Regions from separate parts of the Rattus norvegicus genome. Here regions 1, 2 and 4 are each linked to region 3. The links are chromatin contacts, called in public Hi-C maps. All regions are on one chromosome and are shown on one strand. The core of a region is the stretch at or near the end of the contact, and the rest is flanking DNA. Distances in the headings are between cores, read along the strand shown.

Region 1 (4,389 bases), core at 827-3,326, 190 kb before region 3:
ATGGATTCACAGAGACTGGTGGCACACACAACATCTGTATAGGTTCAAGCCAGACAGGACCCCAGCAGCGAGGGGGCAAAGTAGACATGGAGACCCAACCCTAACCAAGAAGCTATCTGCAGCTGATACCTGCTGGCAAAGGGAACGTGTTTCCCCAACAGAGTGTCACTGGGTAGATCCATATACTCCAGGGCAGACCCCCAGCAGGAGCGCTTGGTCAATAAACTCTGTGGAGGGTTTGGCTTTTTGTTTTATGGTATTTATTTATTTTAAGAGAATGCACACACATAAAGTTGGATGAGTAAGGAGGTAGGTAGGAGGGATACGGGAGGGGTTGGGTGAAAGGAAAAACATGATCAAAATGTAGTCTATGAAAAGTAAATGTTCTAAACCCAAGTACTTATTAAATACCTACTAAGTATTTAATTAAGAATACAAGTAGAGATTAATAAATGCTTTGTTGTTATGATGGTGTTGCCCCATCACTTAAGACCTACGCATTTCTCTGATTTAACTGTGTTTCTTGGTAACTAGGCTAATATCTATCCCATCAGTGCTAACAGCTAAGATATAATCTTAAAAATCTCAAAATCTACTACAGTTCATTTTAACATCAAATGTTTCATATATATGAAATTTTATTTTTATGTATTATCTTTTAAAGAGAAAAATCAGATGAGTTTGGACATACTTTTACTACTCTTATAGAAGTTAATTTTTAGGTATTTTCTTTTCAAAATGTTTTAATAAACTTCATTTAAAAAAGAATAAGAAGAAAATTTTAGTTGAATTTCTAACTATGAGTGAAGTAACTTTTTTTCAGAGAAGGTAGCTTTCCATAAAGAGAAGCTATTACTAAAAAATGACAATTACTGCTACTCTCAGCAAATGATGGCAGTTTAATCCTGTAGTTTCACTTCCTTCTTTGTCCTTGCAAAGTTCTGAAGGCTCACAGGTGATCTTTCTCTGACCAAATCATACTGTGTTCTCCAGAACTTTGTAACAGTGGTTTAGAGACAATGTGTGTGAAAGTCAAGAACGTTCTGTTTTTAGAACCAAACCCCCTTCATATACATGCGTATGTCTGGGCTGTTCCCCATCTGCTTACTGTTACATTATCACATTACAAATATCCCAAACATCTAAATTATGATCAATTTTCCAATTTGTCTTACCTATCTTTTTAATGTACAAGAAATTACTTCCTCACAGACTAGAAAACTGGGGGAAATGATCATATATGCCACTATCTAGATCAGACATAGTTTCTTTAGAATTTACCACAAAAACAATTTTTTTTCAGATATATTTTTTCTTTTGGTGAAAACAGAACCCTTCTGAGAAACAATGCCTGTTACTTTTTGGTGGAAAGATTCCCTGCAGTTAATAATTGATTAGATATAACACTATTCAATCTCTTTACCATAACCATCAGAACAATTAGGATACCCAGGTGGAAACACTCCTTAAGCCTCCCTAAAGCAGCACACTGCTGAACTACTAAATACATTTCTTCAGAGAACAACACATTTCTCAAGCTTGGAAGGAAAACAGATTGATAACATTAGGTCCTACGACATACACAAGCTGAGTGCTGTGGGCTGGTCTTCAAACGCCAAAAATGAGAGCACGCTTCCATTTCCGGCTGGTGTGAGATCGGCAGCCATAACACCTGTAGTTAGCATATTTCTCTGGCTTTTCTCACTGCTGATAGGAGGTTAATAGTTAAATTCTAAGAACACAGAAACTTTGGACTTGAGATTTACCCAGCCTTTGTCCTAAGATGGAGGAAATTTAATCACACACAACACAATTCTGGAGTTAAGGATGAAAAACGACAATTAAAAGCAGTCTGCTTCAGCTCGCTTCCTTTCGCAAGTTTACCTCTGCCCCAAGCTCAGCATGAACCTTAAAATCAAGCCCCAGAGCACCCACCTTTTAATTTTGTTGCTATCACCACGAGCTAAACCTCCTTCTCGTCAGACTGCCGATTGCTCTGGGAACCAACGCTGTGCTGAGCGTCTGTTCAGTGTTCTTTCACTGAAACACCTCAGAATGTGTGTAGGCGGGCCTGCGTTACGCAAAGTAGGTAAACACTATGGGAGTCGAGCTTCTATTGGTTGAAGCAAGAACTCATTTCTTGTATGTGGCCCAAAAGGGAAGAAACGGAAGTAAGAGGAAGCAGAGAATAATTTTTTAACACAGGCTTAGCAGCAAATTATAGAATAAAGCACTTCAAAAGAAAAATATCCTACTTCTTAAAAAGCCATTCAGATTAACTATGTACCTGCTCTGTAAATGCTGAAAATATAATTAAGATGGTGAACTATTGGCTCATGATAGTAACTAAAACAGCCTGCTTTTATAAAAAACAGATGCAGTATAATAATCAGTTAAACACTCCATGAGAAACTAAAATCAATAAAATTCACATGTGCAAACTATCTATTTAGTACTATGAAATGAATTTATTTTTTCCTTCTGATCTGGTCACAAAATACTACATTATCTAGGGCATAAAATCAGGTATAAATTTCTAGCTTTGTATTTTAAAATAAGCTAGTGCTAAGGAGCAGTTCCGTAGGTGGGATGCTTGCCTAGAAGGTTCCACTTTCGGGAAAGCAAGAATAGACAGACGAAACAGACAAACAAATCAGATTTGTCTGTGATCATGGAGAAATCACAGCACTACCTAGACACAAGTCTACTGAGCTTTCTATACTCCCTCCTGAAGGCATCCTATGTAAGACGTTTTGTTGATCTCGGACCACCCACCCCACTTGCAAATTCCTTCTCCATTCCCCTTCTAGAAAAGCCCTTTATCTACCAGGAATAGGACTATACCGAGCAAGTCTATCTACTTCTCTGTATAGCCAAACATGATTAATTATGTTTGTTTTTTTTTTAATTGGGTAAAATTTAATTGAGAAAAATGCTGATTTCTACTTGCTCACCAAGCTGCACAAGCAAGTTCTTTACATTAAACTGAAGTTCCATGTGAACCTACATACTGATGAGCTCTTACTGAGCTCTCCAGTCAGGGCTAGAGATGGCTCAGAGGCTGAGAGTGCTGGCTGTTCTTCCAGAGGACCTGGGTTTATAACTGTAAACTGCTAGGGGATCTGATGCCCTCTTCTGGCCTCTTGGGGCACCAGGCATGCATGGGGTACAAGTCTATATCCAGAAAACAAAACAAAACAAAAACCCCTACACACATCAAAGAAGAATAATAAAGTTCTTAGTGGTACTCAAGTGTCCGGCCCTAGTAAAGTGCCTGCCCTCACATTGATACTGGTAGTCATGGTTAGGAGTTAGTATGGAAATGCTCTCTGATTTGACGATCTAAGATTTAATTAAATTATGCTATATTGAATAGTACCATTACTAGTGACACAATTCCAAAGTCAGTAAGTGCTCATATTGATCTTAATTAGAATCAAAAGTCTTGCCTAGAAATAGTTTTTGAAGTCATAAAAATAATTTTGCTGGCCCTAAATTTGTCTGCGAAGCCTTCTCTCACAATGCACCCACAGGTCAACAGCTCTGATTCACAGCATGTTTGTAATATTTAAGACAATACTGTCACAATCACTAGTGCCTTGGCAAAAATGAGCGCCCTGAGAGCTGGCAAGTTTATATCCATTCCCCCCAGCATTCTGTAACTGTCAGCACATCTCAAACTCCCTCCAGGGGACCTTCCCACCATTGTTTCTGGTCCTTCTGCTGGCAGCAGGACCACTTAGGACACAGTGAAATAAAGACGCTCAGGTGGCCTGTTTATGTCCAGTATAGATACCCAGACCCTAAAGCTCAGTTAGACAGTCCGAATACATCCTGGGATCCTTCTATCTGAGGACACTGGCTGTCATGTTATTCTAGGCCAAGGATTGCTCAAGAAACCGGACATGACAGGTTCAACACTCATACCAAACAGAATGTAGTGCAGCTGTGATGCTGAATGCCAAAACAAAGCCTAAGGACCTGCCTGCCACTCTTTGGATTAACACACCAACTCTCCTTACATTTGGAAGTGTATTTCTTGTTCATTCCTAGGGGAACCAACAATCAAACAGCCCATCCTTACTTATTTCAGGCTATGTATCCTAGACAATACATTTTTCTTAAAGAGCTCTGAGAAGATACTAAAAACAAAACTTCCCTGTGTTCTCAATGATTGTGATGAACTGCTTTCTGTGTTATGGGCTAAAGACATAGCCATAACACAGAATGGCTAGAATTAAATTCTAGATTTTTCTTCTGTTATCTAATTTCTGACTACTTAACAAAACATTTTTACTTCTGACATTTACTTTTATTTATAATGATGTTTGATTAATAACATCAAAGAAGCCAAACCTTTAAAAACAAAACATAACCAAACCTTTAAGT
Region 2 (4,319 bases), core at 1,126-3,625, 160 kb before region 3:
TAAAGAACTCAGAAAAGCAGCAAAGCCAGACTTCACTAACTTCTGTCTCTGGACTCTTGTAATCCGATAGAGCAAAGGCACTGTAGTGGTTTCCTTAAAAGTACAAAAGGCCCCAGTAAAGCTGGTCGGTAAGTACTATGGAAAAAGCTCAGTATAAGTTTACTTAAGGGCTGGAGAGATGACTCAGTGGTTAAGAGCACTGACTGCTCTTCCAGAGGTCCTGAGTTCAAATCCCAGCAACCACTTGGTGGCTCACAACCACCTCTAATGGAATCCAATGCTCCCTTCTGGTGTGTCTGAAGACAGCTGCAGTGTACTTATAAATAAATAAACAAACAAATAAATAAATCTTTAAAAAAAAAGTTTACTTAAATGCCAATTTTAAGGAACACGTGAATAACCCCCAAATCTGCAACTAAGGTGATTTCCAGTTTACTGTTTTGCACTAAAAAACTAGGTGGTACGTTTCCTTAAATTTATCAGAAGAGACACTATAAGCATATACGCAATCTTCCATACACCTAACTGTTCCATTTTCAAATTGCTAAACAGACCTCTTAACAAACTTCAGAAAGGGGATAGGTTGGGGAACAGAGGAGAAAATACCTGAAGTCTCACTTTCGTTTTCTGACACACCTACTACATTTAAAATCTGGGGGCATTACAAAATTAAGTGTGTAAATGAAAATAATGCTATAACACGTCTAAAGCTCACACAACTTAGGGAAGAACTTGAGGAAGTAACACTTGATTTAAACTTTTCACACCTTCCATTTGGTGTTTAAAAGTACTGAGATTAATTGCCCTCAGAGTATTTACTACAGATGTTAACTGTAGGGGTGCGGGGAGGAAAAAAAACCCCAAAAAAATTTATATGCTGTATTTAGACAATGAGGAGAATGTTTCAAGTATTTGAGTACTCTGAGAAAATATGTTGTTATCATAAGCCGAAACAGAATAAACTGAGGAACTGTACCCTTTACACAATTCAAAAACTTCAAATTCACACTACTAGGCAAAGTCGGTGAATGTGGAGAAAAAACATCGTCCTACCTGATGCAAAAGATCACCAGCTACGAAGACAAAGTAACATTCTACTACTAGAAAGTAAAGAGCCATTGAATCAAAACAATCTTTGATACACAAAAGCTTCAATTCTTGGTTTAAATGAAGCGTCCCGGGGATGAGATGCTCAATATTTGTTGATGGGAAGAGTGCTGAGGCTCAAACCACCGCGCACTATTGTGTGGAGTGATTAAACATGTTAAATGTAGGTTAAGTAAAAACTACCCCCAGCCCTCATCGTTGCTGTCTGACTTCGTAAGAGACTTGCACATATAAACATAAAAAATGGCGAAGTGAGTTTATGACTTACAGTATCTTCACCACTCGGAACATTTTTTCAGAAAGTCCTCTGAGGTTTTAAGATTCAAACACTATTTAAAAAGAATTATTGTTTCAACTACCTAACAATTACCTAGACTTCTTCCAGACTTCACTTAACCTGTAAGGAAAATGAGCATCTTCAACTTTTCCACAGGGCATTTGGAGGATGACTTATTACTCATAAACGCTTTCGGAGCCTCAGACACCAGGCGCGGTACATCGAGCGTATCCATCAATTTGAGAGCTTTCCAGACCTCAGTTTACCCACTTACGGAAACGGGCTTGGCAAGGGCCGGGAGGTGAAATTAATTAGTGTTTTTAAAATGCTCTGAGATCCTAAGATGAAAGGAAACGTAGAGGCACGCAGAGATGATGACAATAATCAGAACAATAAAAAGAATGACTAACTTGGAAGTCTGCGTTATGTAAGGGAGCAGAGAAGTTATCAGATTCACACAAACAAAAGAAAAGCCCACCGCCCCTTTGTTCCCCCTTCCACTCCGCCGGCCTGCAGCCGGGCCGCGGGAGCGAGAACCGGGCCTCCGGGCTGGGGCTCCCCTCCGCCGCGCGCCCGCTCCAGCCGTGGGGGAGGGCGTTCCGGGCAGCTCCTCACAAAGGCGCTTCCTCCCACCTCGCGGGATGCGGCGCCGCAAACTCTGCTCCCCGCCGCCTCCCCGCGGGCGGGAGGGCGGGCGCGCGCGTCGCCACCGGCATAGGCTCGGAGGAAGTTCCGCGCCGTCGTCCCTGGCGCCCCCGTTCCCCGCCCGCGCCGCACTCACCGGACGACTGCTGGGGGCCGGAACGCCAGCTCGGCCCGCCGCGCGGACACCCGGGACGCGGGGGCGGCGCAAGCACCGGTTGAACGTAGGTACCGGCGGAGCCTGCAGCCTTCCCGCCAGCTGCCGAGCCCCGCGAGGCCGAGTGGAACGCGGAGCCGAGCGCGGATGAGCGCGGACGAGAGAGAGGCTCGGGCCCGCTTTGTAGTGAGCTCCCCGGGCTGCAGGCAAATCCAGTGGCGCCTCACGGCCGCTGCTGCTGCTGCTGTTGTCGCTGCCGCCGCTGCTGCCGCTGCTGCTGCTGCTGGCGCTGGAGAAGGCGGCGGCGGCGCCCCCGACCGTCCCTCCACCTCGAACCGCCTTTGGGTCACTGACACACACTGGGAAGGAGGGACCGGGACTAGCAGGAGGGCGGGGCATAAGGGTAAGGGGCAGGGCCACATCGGTAGGTGGTGCCGAGAGGGCTCTTGGAAACTGTAGTTCTCTGATGGGGGGAAGCATCTGTTGTGGAGGAGCCTACCGCTGGCTCTGCGTTGAGCATGCGCAACGAGGTTGGGGCGGGGACTGTTTCCATAGTCACCCATTCACTAAGCCTGAAGGTTCAGGACCCTAGCTGACTAAACAAGGCTGGTCTTGTGTCTTTGGTGCCATTGGGTTCCTGCCCACAGCCAGTCTCTCCTGCTTCACCCCACCCCCAACCACTTTCAAGTGCCCAGTGAAATCTCACTTCCTCTCTACAGGGCAGGCTCCCTGGTTGTTCAGATTTCTTCTGCAAATCATAAATACCCCCTTCTTTTGCCTCCTTTAGTACCCAAGGTACTAAAAATCTACTTGTTTTTAGTGTTTTAAAAATTAGGTTATACAACTGCAGGGAGCATGACCGTTAACAATCCCATAATTTGTTTGGTTAGTTACACTTAACTTCAAGTTCAGCGTTAATAACACTGTTGGATCATTCTACTGCAGTTCGTTCATCTGAAAATCTCTAATTCTTCAGACATTCAGGTTCCATAAATATAAATTCAAAACGTAATTGGAGAGAGTTCAGAACTGTTCGATGCCAATTTTAGTTTGATGAGAAACCAGAACCAAGGTATGGGTATGTCGTTGGGGTACTCAGTTAAGTCTACACCCATGCTAAATACCCAGGTATGCATATATGGTGAGAAGCATAGAGAAAGCCAGGATACAGTACTGGCTCTCCAGAAGGCTTAGTGGTAACCTGCCTCAATTTCTCTTAACCTAGAACCCGACACTCTAGAAGAAAAAATCAAAACAAAACATTCATGCCAAGGAGTCAGACATACATTTCAAGACGGGAAACTAAGCATTTTCAAATCATCTTAGGATCTGAAAGTCTGGGTGCCCACAGACCACATAATTATTTGCTTGTTGAAGAAATAAGTAATTTAAGAAGCAAGTACACAGGGGCAGGAGAGTGGCTCAGCAGTGCTCAGCAGTTAAGAGCACTGGCCACTCTCCCGAAGGACCTGGGTTCAACTCCAAGCACCAGCATGGACACTCACAACCTCCTGTAACTTTAGAGAATCCAACACCGATGCTGGCCTCATTGGCCCATAGACATATATGCAGGCAAAACACCTATATTTAAAATATTTAGTGTAGATATTTAAAATACTAAGAACCAAGTAAAGGTATTTACTAGGTGCCAGGCACTTTACTGGGCCTCAAAAACAGAGCTGTAAAAATATAAGAGAGACATGCTTTGTACTCAGTGTCCCCTTTCTCTGCCAAGGAAGAAACGGACTCAGTGTGATCTATGCTGTCATAGGAAAATTCAGACTACCTCAGACTTGGGCAGGGTCAGGAAATGCTTCAAAGATCATTTGAATGTGGGCTGACTCTCAGCTTTCACATTTGTGTCTTTTATTGGCAAAAGTGGGAGAAAGAACTGAAGGAGAGCAGGGAACATGGGGGCGCAAAGGCTGATGGGTACATTTGCTGACAGTGGCAGAAGGGCACTGGGGAGAGAGGCAAGAGGAAACTTCAAGAACTGAAGGAGACAGCTAAGCCCATGAAGGTCTTGGGTAATACACTCAAGAATGCCATCTTTTGGGGTTGGGAATTTGGCTCAGTGGTAGAGCGCTTGCCTAGGAAGCGCAAGGCCCTGGGTTCGGTCCCCAGCTCCGGAAAAAA
Region 3 (4,781 bases), core at 1,019-3,518:
CAGGCAGAGGTGGGGGGGGGGGCATTGCCCTCTGCTGGGGCAGATCAGGAGAGAGGAGCTGAGGCCAGCGACCGTTGCAACTCAGGGGACAGGGTCTGGGGTCCCAGATTATATGGTTTAAGCGTTGTCTCTTTGACCTCTGCAGCGTGGATCTCCCCCGCACCTTCAGAGCAACAAAGCGGTCAGCCATTTCTTCTTTAAAAAGGAAGCTAATTTGTGTCAGGTTTGAGAGAAACAGAACAGACGCCAGCTGAAAAGCCTCTTCTCTGCCGACGGGACTTTCTCCTCTAACTGGCCTCTTCTCTGCCGACGGGACTTTCTCCTCCTCTAACTGGCCTTGAAGACCCCTGCCCTCCCGCTGGCTTCCCTGGATAGATCACAGACCAGAATGTCCAAGAGCCAGTGCTACTGTACCAGTGCACAGCACCACCAACTGTGGCTTGGATTTTAAACTAATTTCATCAACAAGGGGGTGGATGGCAGGGAGGAGAGGGGTTAATTATAACAGAGGGGATTTTTTTTTAAAGACCTAATTTCAGAAACCTCAGACTTAATTTAGTAAATTTCTTTTTACGGAGGGAGTTGCTAAGCTGAAGTCATTTGCATTATAGTCTTAATTACCACTGCGTTGTATATAAGATCGTCAATAAAGCTTTTTGGCCATGTGTACTCGGAATAAATGATTGATCCTAATGAGGCCTTTGTTCCCCTGGAGCCTCTCCAAGCTAGTTCCTCTCTAGTGGAGAAGCTCAACATTTGCCAAGCCATGGAGGCGTCTTAAATTAGCAAAAGCCTGTGAAGAATCAAGAGACTTTCAAAGTGGGCGCATTGGGAGAGGGGATGCCAAGCTGTATCTGTGTGCCATACTTCTTGTGAGGCTGGGTGCACTGCTGTCTGTGGCTGCATTAGCTTGCTGCACGATCACAGACAATTCCCCTCTGTGTCCTTCCAGCCACACAGGAATAGCCTCTGGGGCCCTTCCTCCTGCAAATCACGGATGCTGACTAGAGCTTCCTGTTTTGCCCTTCCTGCTTCCGCTAAGGGACGTGCGTGCAGTCCCGGCCGGCCAGCCACCACGCTCTTATTGGAAAAGCTGTCTTCCAGGTTAACTCTAAAAAATAAATAAGCAGCCCTGATTACTTTTTAGGGGTGGGAAACACTGGCGAGTGTGTGTGTGTGTGTGTGTGTGTGTGTGTGTGTGTGTGTATGTGTGTGTGTATGTGTGTGTGTGTAGGTCAGGTTTGTGGTGTGTGTGTGTGTGTGTGTGTGTGTGCAGGTCGGGTTTGTGGTGTGTGTGTGGTCTGTGGGGCTGTATTGTAGGTTGGGTTTGGTGTGTGTGTGTGTGTGTGTGTGTGTGTGTGGTCTGTGGGGCTGTATTGTAGGTTGGGTTTGTGGTTTGTGTGTGTATGTGTGTGTGTATGTATGTGTGTATATGTACATGTATGTAGGTCGGGTTTGTGGTGTGTGTGTGGTCTGTGGGTGTGTGTGTGTATGTGTGTGTATGTATGTATGTGTGTGTGTGTAGGTCAGGTTTGTGGTGTGTGTGTTATGTCTTGGAAATCCATTTTGAAGGAGACAGACTTCTTTGTGGGGAGGGAAGGAGTTTGAGAAGGCCACAGTGGGTGCCCCCTGAGCTCTGCAACACTCACACCACTCCTTTCCCACACCTTCATGCACCTCACACCCTGCAAGGCTCCATAGACATGCATTCCCCTGCAGTGGTTCTTACCTGAGGAGGATATGTTCCGAGACAGTGAAATAGCAAGCAGTGCCCTTATGTGAATACATTTTCCTTTATAGACATTGTAGACATTAGGTAGAATAGCCAATCAATAACAGCTCATAATAAAATAGGACAACTCTAACAATATGTTGCAATAATGGTTATTTAAAGTATGAGAATTGATTATTTCTGAAAATTTTCACTCAGTACTTTTATGTCCAGGATGGCAATATCAGTAGACATGCTAACACGGAAGGGGGAAATCTCACACTAGACTCTTGAACGAAGAACTCCAGGCAACCGAAGATGAGAGAGAGAGAGAGGAGAGAGAGACAGCTTCTCCCAGGAAAGAGCCCCCTAGTTGTTTGAACAATACAAAGTAGTCAGCCCTGAAACCATACACACAGAACAGCAGCAACAGCAACAAAACAGACTTGGAAGGGTGCATTTCTATGTCTGTGCACTTATAAGCAAATATACATATGTGTAACAATAACTAGCGTGTGTCACTTTGAAAGTGGAAGGAGCAGGAAGGAAGACAGGAAAGAGGTTAAAGTATTAAAAAAAAAATAACACTAGTCTCAAATCCTAGTTGACCATGGGTAACCTAAAACCAAAGAAAGCAAAAGTAAGGATGGGAAGAGAGCGACTGATGTTAGCAGCAGGTAAAGGAGGGCTTCATGGTGCAGCTGAGAGGCATTAAGTAGTCTGTCACAAGTCACAGAATTGGAGAGGAACAGATGGACTGAGGTCCAGGTCCTGCCCCTACACAACATCTCCAGACCACTCCCTGTGGCTCCTGTCAGGGTTGGGTCTTGCTGCTGCGTGGTACCCCATGAAAACCTTATTTCAGACTCTGAATGCTTAAGTAAGGTTCCAGAGCAGCCTTCCAGAACCTTCCTCTGGAGGTGTGTCTGTTTGACAGAGCATGGTGGAGGGGGTCGGGAGGGAAGGGAACAGAAGGCAGGAGTGGGCAGGTTATTTTCCTAGTTTCCCATTGCATAGAGCCAAAGAGCAGGAGACAAAGACAAACTCACGCTCCTGACGCTGCGGATTCGCTCTGTGCTCTGGATAGCCCACTGGAGTGGTTTGCGAGCACGGAGAAGGGCAGCCTCAGGAAGTGTCCGTGTTGAGGGCTGGTGCAGGACATTTGAGTACAGCAGAGGCTTACAGCAAGACCCCTTATTTGGGGGTCACAGTGAATGGCCCAGGGCAGGAAGTAAAAGATATTTGTCTCTTCAAAAACCTGCAGGGACTGGAGAGGTGGTTCAGCAGTTAAGAGCCCTTGCTGCTCTAACAGAGGAGTTCCCAGCACCCACATGGTGGGTCACAAAGGTCTGCAACTCCAATCCCATCACATCCTTCCGGAAGATCCAACACCCCTTTCTGACTGGAGGCACTAGTCATGCACCTGTGCACATACGTCTGTGCAGGCAAACACTCAGAGAATAAAAGTAAATGACTCTTAGAGCAGGCATGGGTCAGGGATCCCCTTGGAAAGGTGCGCTTGCAGGTGCGTGCGTGCGTGCGTGCGTGCGTGCGTGCGTGCGTGCGTGTTGCGAAGTGGGCAGTCCCATGCCTCCTCTCTCCACCAGCACCGTTTTTTCTTGTGTGTGGAACGGGATAGGGGGTACTAATAGCCCTTCTAGTTGTTTCTCTGAATGATAATAATTTAATGAGAGCAATAGCAAATAGTGGCTGTAACTAGTAGAAAGTTAAAGTTAGAGGGTAGTCAGGTGCTGAGCCAGCACAAAAGCGAGGCTGACAACCAAGATTTGGCTGGTTCCGAAACAGCAGATTGAAGGAATCTGTAAAGAGCCCTTGTACTGGTTCTGAGAGCTCTAAAAACTGGGTTGAAAATGAAGAGTACAGGAGCCATAAAATAGCGCCAAGTATTTTTTTTCCCCTAGTGTGAGCCAATCTTTTGAGACTTGGACTCTAAATATTACATATGAGTCACTCCTACTTCCTTCCCCTCCAAAACAATCTTGTCTGGGACACATTAGGAGGGTGGCTTTTCAGCGTCTCCCACCAAACTCTTGTCTCTCATCGTGGGCAGAACAGCCCCTTGCAGAAAAACTGTCTCCTTCATTTCAGTCCCCTTGGAGGCTAGAGCCAGTTTCCATAGAAAAAAAGGAGCGTCCTATGAGCCACAAGATCCAGGAAGACACTAGGTGGCGCCAGACCCTCGCGGTTTCCAGCCCGTCAAACACCGTTTCTTTTCCTGCGAGGTAAGTCCTATCCTTGCTAGAGACTTGGGGCTATTTCAATGCATTCCACAAACATAAAGCGACTTCCTATCTGTCCCAGGTAGGCTTGATATTGCTGTGATAAGACACCATGCTCAAAGCAGCTGGGGGAGGAAAGGGTTTATTTGGTTCATCCTTCCACATTTCTGTTCATATTACAGAGGAAGTCAGGACTCAAACAGGTCAGGAATCTGGAGACAGAAGGTGGTGCAGAGGTCACAGAGGAGTGCTGCTTACTGACTTGGATCTTCATGGCTTGCTCAGCCCTTTCTTATAAAACCCAGGACCACCAGCTCAGGGATGGCCCCACTCACAATGGGCTGGGTCCTCTTCCACCAATCACTAATTAAGAACATGCCCTACATACAGGCTTACTATAACCTGATCTTATGGAGGCATTTCTCAACTGAGTTCTCTTCTCTCGGATGACTCTAATTTGTGTCAAGTTGATATAAAACCTTGCCCATCACGCTGTCTCAGCTCAAGGCACCCCTCTTGTACCTTTGTTGCTGCTCCCCACCCCCTTTCTGATGGGGTGGTGGAAGGAGGTTCCCAGACCTGATGCTGACACCCCAAGTTTGTTACCAGCTATAAATATATTCCTTTGCAACTTCTGCCATACCCTGAGGGTCAGGGAGAAAAACTTTCTTCCTTAGGAGGCACAGGAAAAAAGAAAAGAAAAAGGCAAATCTCTCTGTGAGAACAGCTAAGTCTTCTGTTCCCACTGGGTCAGAGCTGCCAGCACAATCTAGGCCTTGCCTGTCTAGGGGAATACAGGACCCCATTGTCCTCAGTTCAATTCCTAGCAC
Region 4 (4,767 bases), core at 2,245-4,744, 240 kb before region 3:
AGGCTATACTATGATGGGTGTTTTTAATAGAACCAAGCAAAGGAAGGGTGTTTGCTGTCTTTATATCGTTGTTGTTGTTGATGATGATGATGATGATTTTTGAGTGTGTACATGGTGCATGAGGAAGTTAGAGGACAACTTCTGGGAGTTGGTGCTCTTTCTACCTTGGGGCTCTGGGGCTGGAACTCAGGTCATCAGATATGTGGCACTTTTATCAGATGAACCACCTCGCTGTCTGTTTACTGTTTTATACCCATATTCACGTTCACACTTTGCATTGGGCTTCATTCCTGGCGATGACGATTTTGCTATCTACAGCACTGCTTTTCCAACTCAGTGTGCCCCAAAATTACCTGGGGTGTTGATAAAATATAGATCTTGTTTCAGCCAGTCTGAGATGAAGCCTCCAATTCTATAGGGAACTCCCAGTGAAGTTAGAACAACTGTTCTGGGGACAGCTAAGGAGCTGTAGCATGTCTCTTCTCCCTCTCTAGCCCATCCTTACCTTGGAAGGAACTATGCTCTACTTCAACCTAAAACTGAAAAATCAAACCGTGGGCGGTTAACAGATCTCCTTACATACTCTGCCCTTAAATCTGAAAAATTAAACAGGAGTCAGGTGTAGACTTTAAAAACAACCAGAAACATGACCCACATTTTCCACAGTGACCCAGACTTTTCGTGACCTTTCATTTCAACAACCTTCTCATATCTTAAGCTCTTGTTAATTTAGCAAGATTTAAAAATAATGTTATCACTGGAAAGGTGTGTTATCTTTTGATATTGCACATGCGTAAAATTCCCTTAGAAAGCCCTTTTTAGTGATCTGTATCAAGGGATATTCAGCTTGCTTATACTGGAATTGTTTTAATGTTTAACCTAAGCGTCACTTTTCTTTTCTTTTCTTTTTTTGGAGCTGGGGATCGAACCCAGGGCCTTGAGCTTGCTAGGCAAGTGCTCTACCACTGAGCTAAATCCCCAACCCAGCGTCAGTCTTGATAACTGATTATAAATAACTTGTTTTGTTTAATAGATGTTTGTTGAAAGTAACTGTGGGCTTTTCACTATAATAGATAGTAAATTACTGAAGGAGAAAGGTGCTTGCTACAAAGGTATCCATTAACTCTTAACTCAAATGAACAGCTAACAAATTCAATCTTTAGCAGCAGGATTTGGACATAATAGAAACATAGCTCGAGGCAGTAAAATGCAGTGGAAAATCAGAGACAAAAAATGTAAGAACACAGAATTCTAAATGTTCAGTGTGATTATGTAATGTTTTGATAAATGAAATGTTGATGGCTATACATGGTGGTGCATGTCTGAAATACCAACGCCAAGGGGAGTGGAAGGCAGAGGAAGAATTTTGAGTACTTGGACTACTGTACAACTAGACTCTGTCTCTCCCCGCCCTCCCCCCATACAATGTACTATAGAGAAAAAAACCACACACACATGGGGCAGAAAACACACACAGGCACACAAATACACACACAATGTAATTTAGGGCCAACCCCCCACCACACACACACACACACACACACACACACACACACACACACATACACACACGCACATGCACATGTACACGAACACACAAAATGTACTATAGAGACAGAAAACACACACACTCTCACACAGGAACTATAGGGCCAGATCCTATAAGGGTTCATTTTTCTTCTTAGCTATTGGTACAACTCAGGAAAGCTTTCCTGACACTCCCAACCCTTCTTGACATTGCCGCCTGTGTGGCTAGCTTCACTTCCTGCCTCTGCACCTGCAAATGGTAGTTAGTGGGCAGCGATGTAGAGCTGTTTTCAGAGAAGAAACTAACACAGCTTCCTCCAGAGGCTGTCAACTGCTATTCATAATAAAAGCCATGTTGTTGCCCCAAACTCAGAAAGATCAAAAACAGACAGCAGGGCATTAAAAAATTTTTTCCCTTTTGTTTAAAATTTTAATAATTTAATTACATCGTCCCCCCCTTATATCACTCCATGTGTGTATGTGTATGTGTGTGTGTGTGTGTGTGTATGTATGTGTGTGTATGTCTTTTTTGTGTGTCTTTTGCTTTTGTTTTTTTGTTTTGTTTTGTTTTGAGACAGGGTCTCACTATGTCGCTCTGGTGGTCCTGCAACTTGCTATGTAGATCAGGTTGGTCTTGAACTCACAGCAATCCAACTGCCTCTGCCTCCCAAGTGCTGAGACTAAAGGCTTGAACCATCCACCCAGCTACATATTCCTAAGTATAGCCTGCTCAGTCTGCGTGTTACTTGTATGCATGTTTCAGGGCTGACCATTTGGATTCAGAGGACTTCTCCCCTGCTCCAAGGCTTTCTTTTTAAGGCTATTTTTGTTCAGAACCCATTTGTATTAGCTCCTTTTTTTTTTTTTAATTGTAAAATTTTCTTGAAGTTCGGTATTTAGTTGTAAACACAAGTTCACCCATATTTAAGTCTACCCAGCACTGAAATCATCACTAAGTAGTTCCCTAGTTTGTCAAGTTCCTAGAACTGCTGGTAAATGAAGAAGATAGAGGCTGGAGGAGGCCAGGGTAACTAGCCCAGGATGGAGGTGGAAAGTGGAGGAGAGGAGACGATGGGACTCTGGAGACTGGGCTAGTGGGCGCCATCACCCCATTCGGCCTTTGTGTGAGAGAGACCTTTCTCTGTGTTCCAAGATTTTTAAAAAAATGTCTTGCCGCCTGGTTTTACTCTTTCTGACTTTGGGGTAACGGCATGGATGGCACTTTCGTCAAATACCCACACAGTATCTGGCAGCCTCTGGAGGAAACCTGGTAAGTTTCTTTTCTGGAAATAGCTACATCTGGGAACTATCTGACCGGAAGTGGAGTAGCAGGAGAAAAGCCACTGAAGTGCACGTATGCTGCGGCTGTCAGAGCAGAAGAAAGAACCAGCCGTCAGCCAATGAAAGGAGACGAGAGAGGTGATGTTCCATCTACAGGAGGAAGATGGACAAGTTAGCAGAGAGTTAGCGATCTGGGAGAGATGGGGAGACCCTTCCAACAGATGAGGAGGGACCTACTACCCTTGAGTTCCTTTTACAAAACTTATTCTTGGGGCAGAGAAGGAAACTCAGAAAGAGCCTTTCCCTGTATTTGCTGATTTTTGGATTCCAATCTGAGATCAGCACATCCAAGCAGCAAATTTGGGGGTGTCATGCCCCCAGTTCTTTCACTTTGATTTTCCTCATGCAAACTTGCTTCTTTTGGGCACACTGACTGCACCAAGAAGGCTGGCCACAAACAAAGTATTAGTGTGACAAAATAGTCACATTTCTGGATTCCAGTCATGGTGCTGGATTTCTGAGTCTGGTACAGGGAGTCAGGATCCGGCTTAGAGATGCCGTCCCTCAAGTTCTCAACCTTTATTCTCCTTCAGTCTTCTCGTCTGTCAGAACCTTGCTAGGGCTGCGGAGAGTAAGGGCACAGAGCTCGAAAGGCTGAGGCAGCAGAAAGCCAGTCAGCACTGCCTATGATTACAACAAGCTAATGTGAGCTGCTGCTACAGCTGAGTGATGAGGGGCACCCTTCATTCTGGAGATGACAGTTCCTCTCGGGTGCCCTTCATGTGGGTGACTTTCCCCGGTGCTCATAGTTTTCATTCCTGCTTCCAAGCCCGGCCCGGGGAACGGCAGGCAGTGAGGTTGTATGCACATTAATTTTGAATGTAGGAAATGAGTGTGCGACGACCTGGTTGAGAAAGCCCTAATGCTAATGTGTTACAGCAGGTGGCAGCCTTTCCCTGGGAGAGGGAGAGAGCCAGTGCACAGCTGGCTTTGGCTTCAACAGTTCAGTTTTGCGTTTGTTTTCCTCTGATACAAGCATCAGGACTCGAAACGATGGATTTATTACAGAAGGGAGGGGAACAGGAGCCTGAACCCTGGCATGGTGATATGTGGGCATCTTCCAGAGATGGCCCCAGAGACACTGTCTCTAAGGAGTTAGTTGGATGGCCCAAGAGAGTTTGGCCAAGTCAGGGCACAGGTGTGAGCATGAGGTTGAGAAAGGGGCTCTGAACAGGACATAGGACCACACAGAGCTGCCCCAGAGACTTGGAACGTAAGTCATCGGCTGTGTACTGGAAATGCATCTGATAGCAGAAATACCCCTTTTCCATTCCAGACCTGTGAACAGCCGTGAGAGCTAATCTGCTAAATTACAGAGTACAGTGGGTTATTTGGACGCAGATTTGCAAAGTTCTTAGTAAAAAGTCAGACTTGGTGGAGAATCTTAATGCCGGAAGCCTACCTGTCTGCCCTGCTTTCTTACAGGATTACCTTTAGCGATGGTTACTATTGTCAACCTCACGGGATCTTGAATCACCTAGGAGATAAACTTCGGCATATCTGTGAAGGACTTTCTAGTTAAGGTTAACCTAAGTGGGAAGGCCAGCCAATCATTATGTGCCATTTGGTGGGTTTGGATCCAAGCTAGAAAGGCAAAAGCAGCGAAAGCAAGCTGAGTACCAGCAATTCTCTCCCTTACCAACCATGGATACAATGTGACAAGCGGCCGCAGGACTTCTATGCTCTGATGGAATACAAACAAACCCTCCCTCCCTTAAGTTGCTTGCCTCATGAATTTTGTTACAACAATAAGAAAAGTAATGAATCTTCTATTTACCAAAAAGTACTATAGGGCTGGAGAGATATGGCTTAGCATTTCAGAGTGCATATTTGGTTCTCTACTCCTCCATTGTTGGTGGGATTGCACACTGGTACAACCACTCTGGAAATCAGTCTGGA

What was found. A called contact is a pair of places that touch in the nucleus more often than the background predicts.
Region 1: a contact with region 3 is called in a Hi-C map of liver, with 2.5 times the contacts expected there. The contact joins the enhancer-like site here to the promoter of LOC120096689 in region 3. A contact is called at or near these places in 4 of 12 Hi-C or Micro-C datasets (hepatocytes, kidney and liver) and 1 of 1 datasets of contacts at active chromatin or transcription factors (oligodendrocytes).
Region 2: a Hi-C map of Schwann cells shows a contact between it and region 3, with 7 times the contacts expected there. The contact joins the promoter of Peli1 here to the promoter of LOC120096689 in region 3. A contact is called at or near these places in 5 of 12 Hi-C or Micro-C datasets (the A7r5 cell line, Schwann cells, frontal cortex and 2 more) and 1 of 1 datasets of contacts at active chromatin or transcription factors (oligodendrocytes).
Region 4: a contact with region 3 is called in a Hi-C map of frontal cortex, with 4 times the contacts expected there. The contact joins the enhancer-like site here to the promoter of LOC120096689 in region 3. A contact is called at or near these places in 12 of 12 Hi-C or Micro-C datasets (the A7r5 cell line, the Rat2 cell line, Schwann cells and 7 more).

Annotation. Positions count from the first base shown.
Region 1 is chr14:99,484,663-99,489,051 of GRCr8, reverse strand. The region is part of intron 1 of Peli1 (pellino E3 ubiquitin protein ligase 1); the gene reads right to left. Among named protein-coding and RNA genes, the nearest start is that of Peli1, 31 kb to the right of the region's middle. Within about 2 kb of position 2,076, at least 33 of the 93 cell types and tissues checked have an H3K27ac peak or open chromatin away from gene starts, as enhancers often do. A contact at or near this core is called in hepatocytes and liver, where this site is marked.
Region 2 is chr14:99,454,026-99,458,344 of GRCr8, reverse strand. It overlaps Peli1 (pellino E3 ubiquitin protein ligase 1), which reads right to left and starts at 2,375. Exons shown (of 7, transcript NM_001100565.1): 1 at 2,166-2,375.
Region 3 is chr14:99,291,627-99,296,407 of GRCr8, reverse strand. LOC120096689 reads left to right here and starts at 2,268. Exons shown (of 4, transcript XR_010057619.1): 1 at 2,268-3,954. LOC102549056 (a long non-coding RNA gene) reads right to left here and starts at 159. Exons shown (of 2, transcript XR_359731.5): 1 at 1-159.
Region 4 is chr14:99,536,143-99,540,909 of GRCr8, reverse strand. No RefSeq gene overlaps it. Among named protein-coding and RNA genes, the nearest start is that of Vps54, 65 kb to the left of the region's middle. Within about 2 kb of position 3,494, at least 2 of the 93 cell types and tissues checked have an H3K27ac peak or open chromatin away from gene starts, as enhancers often do.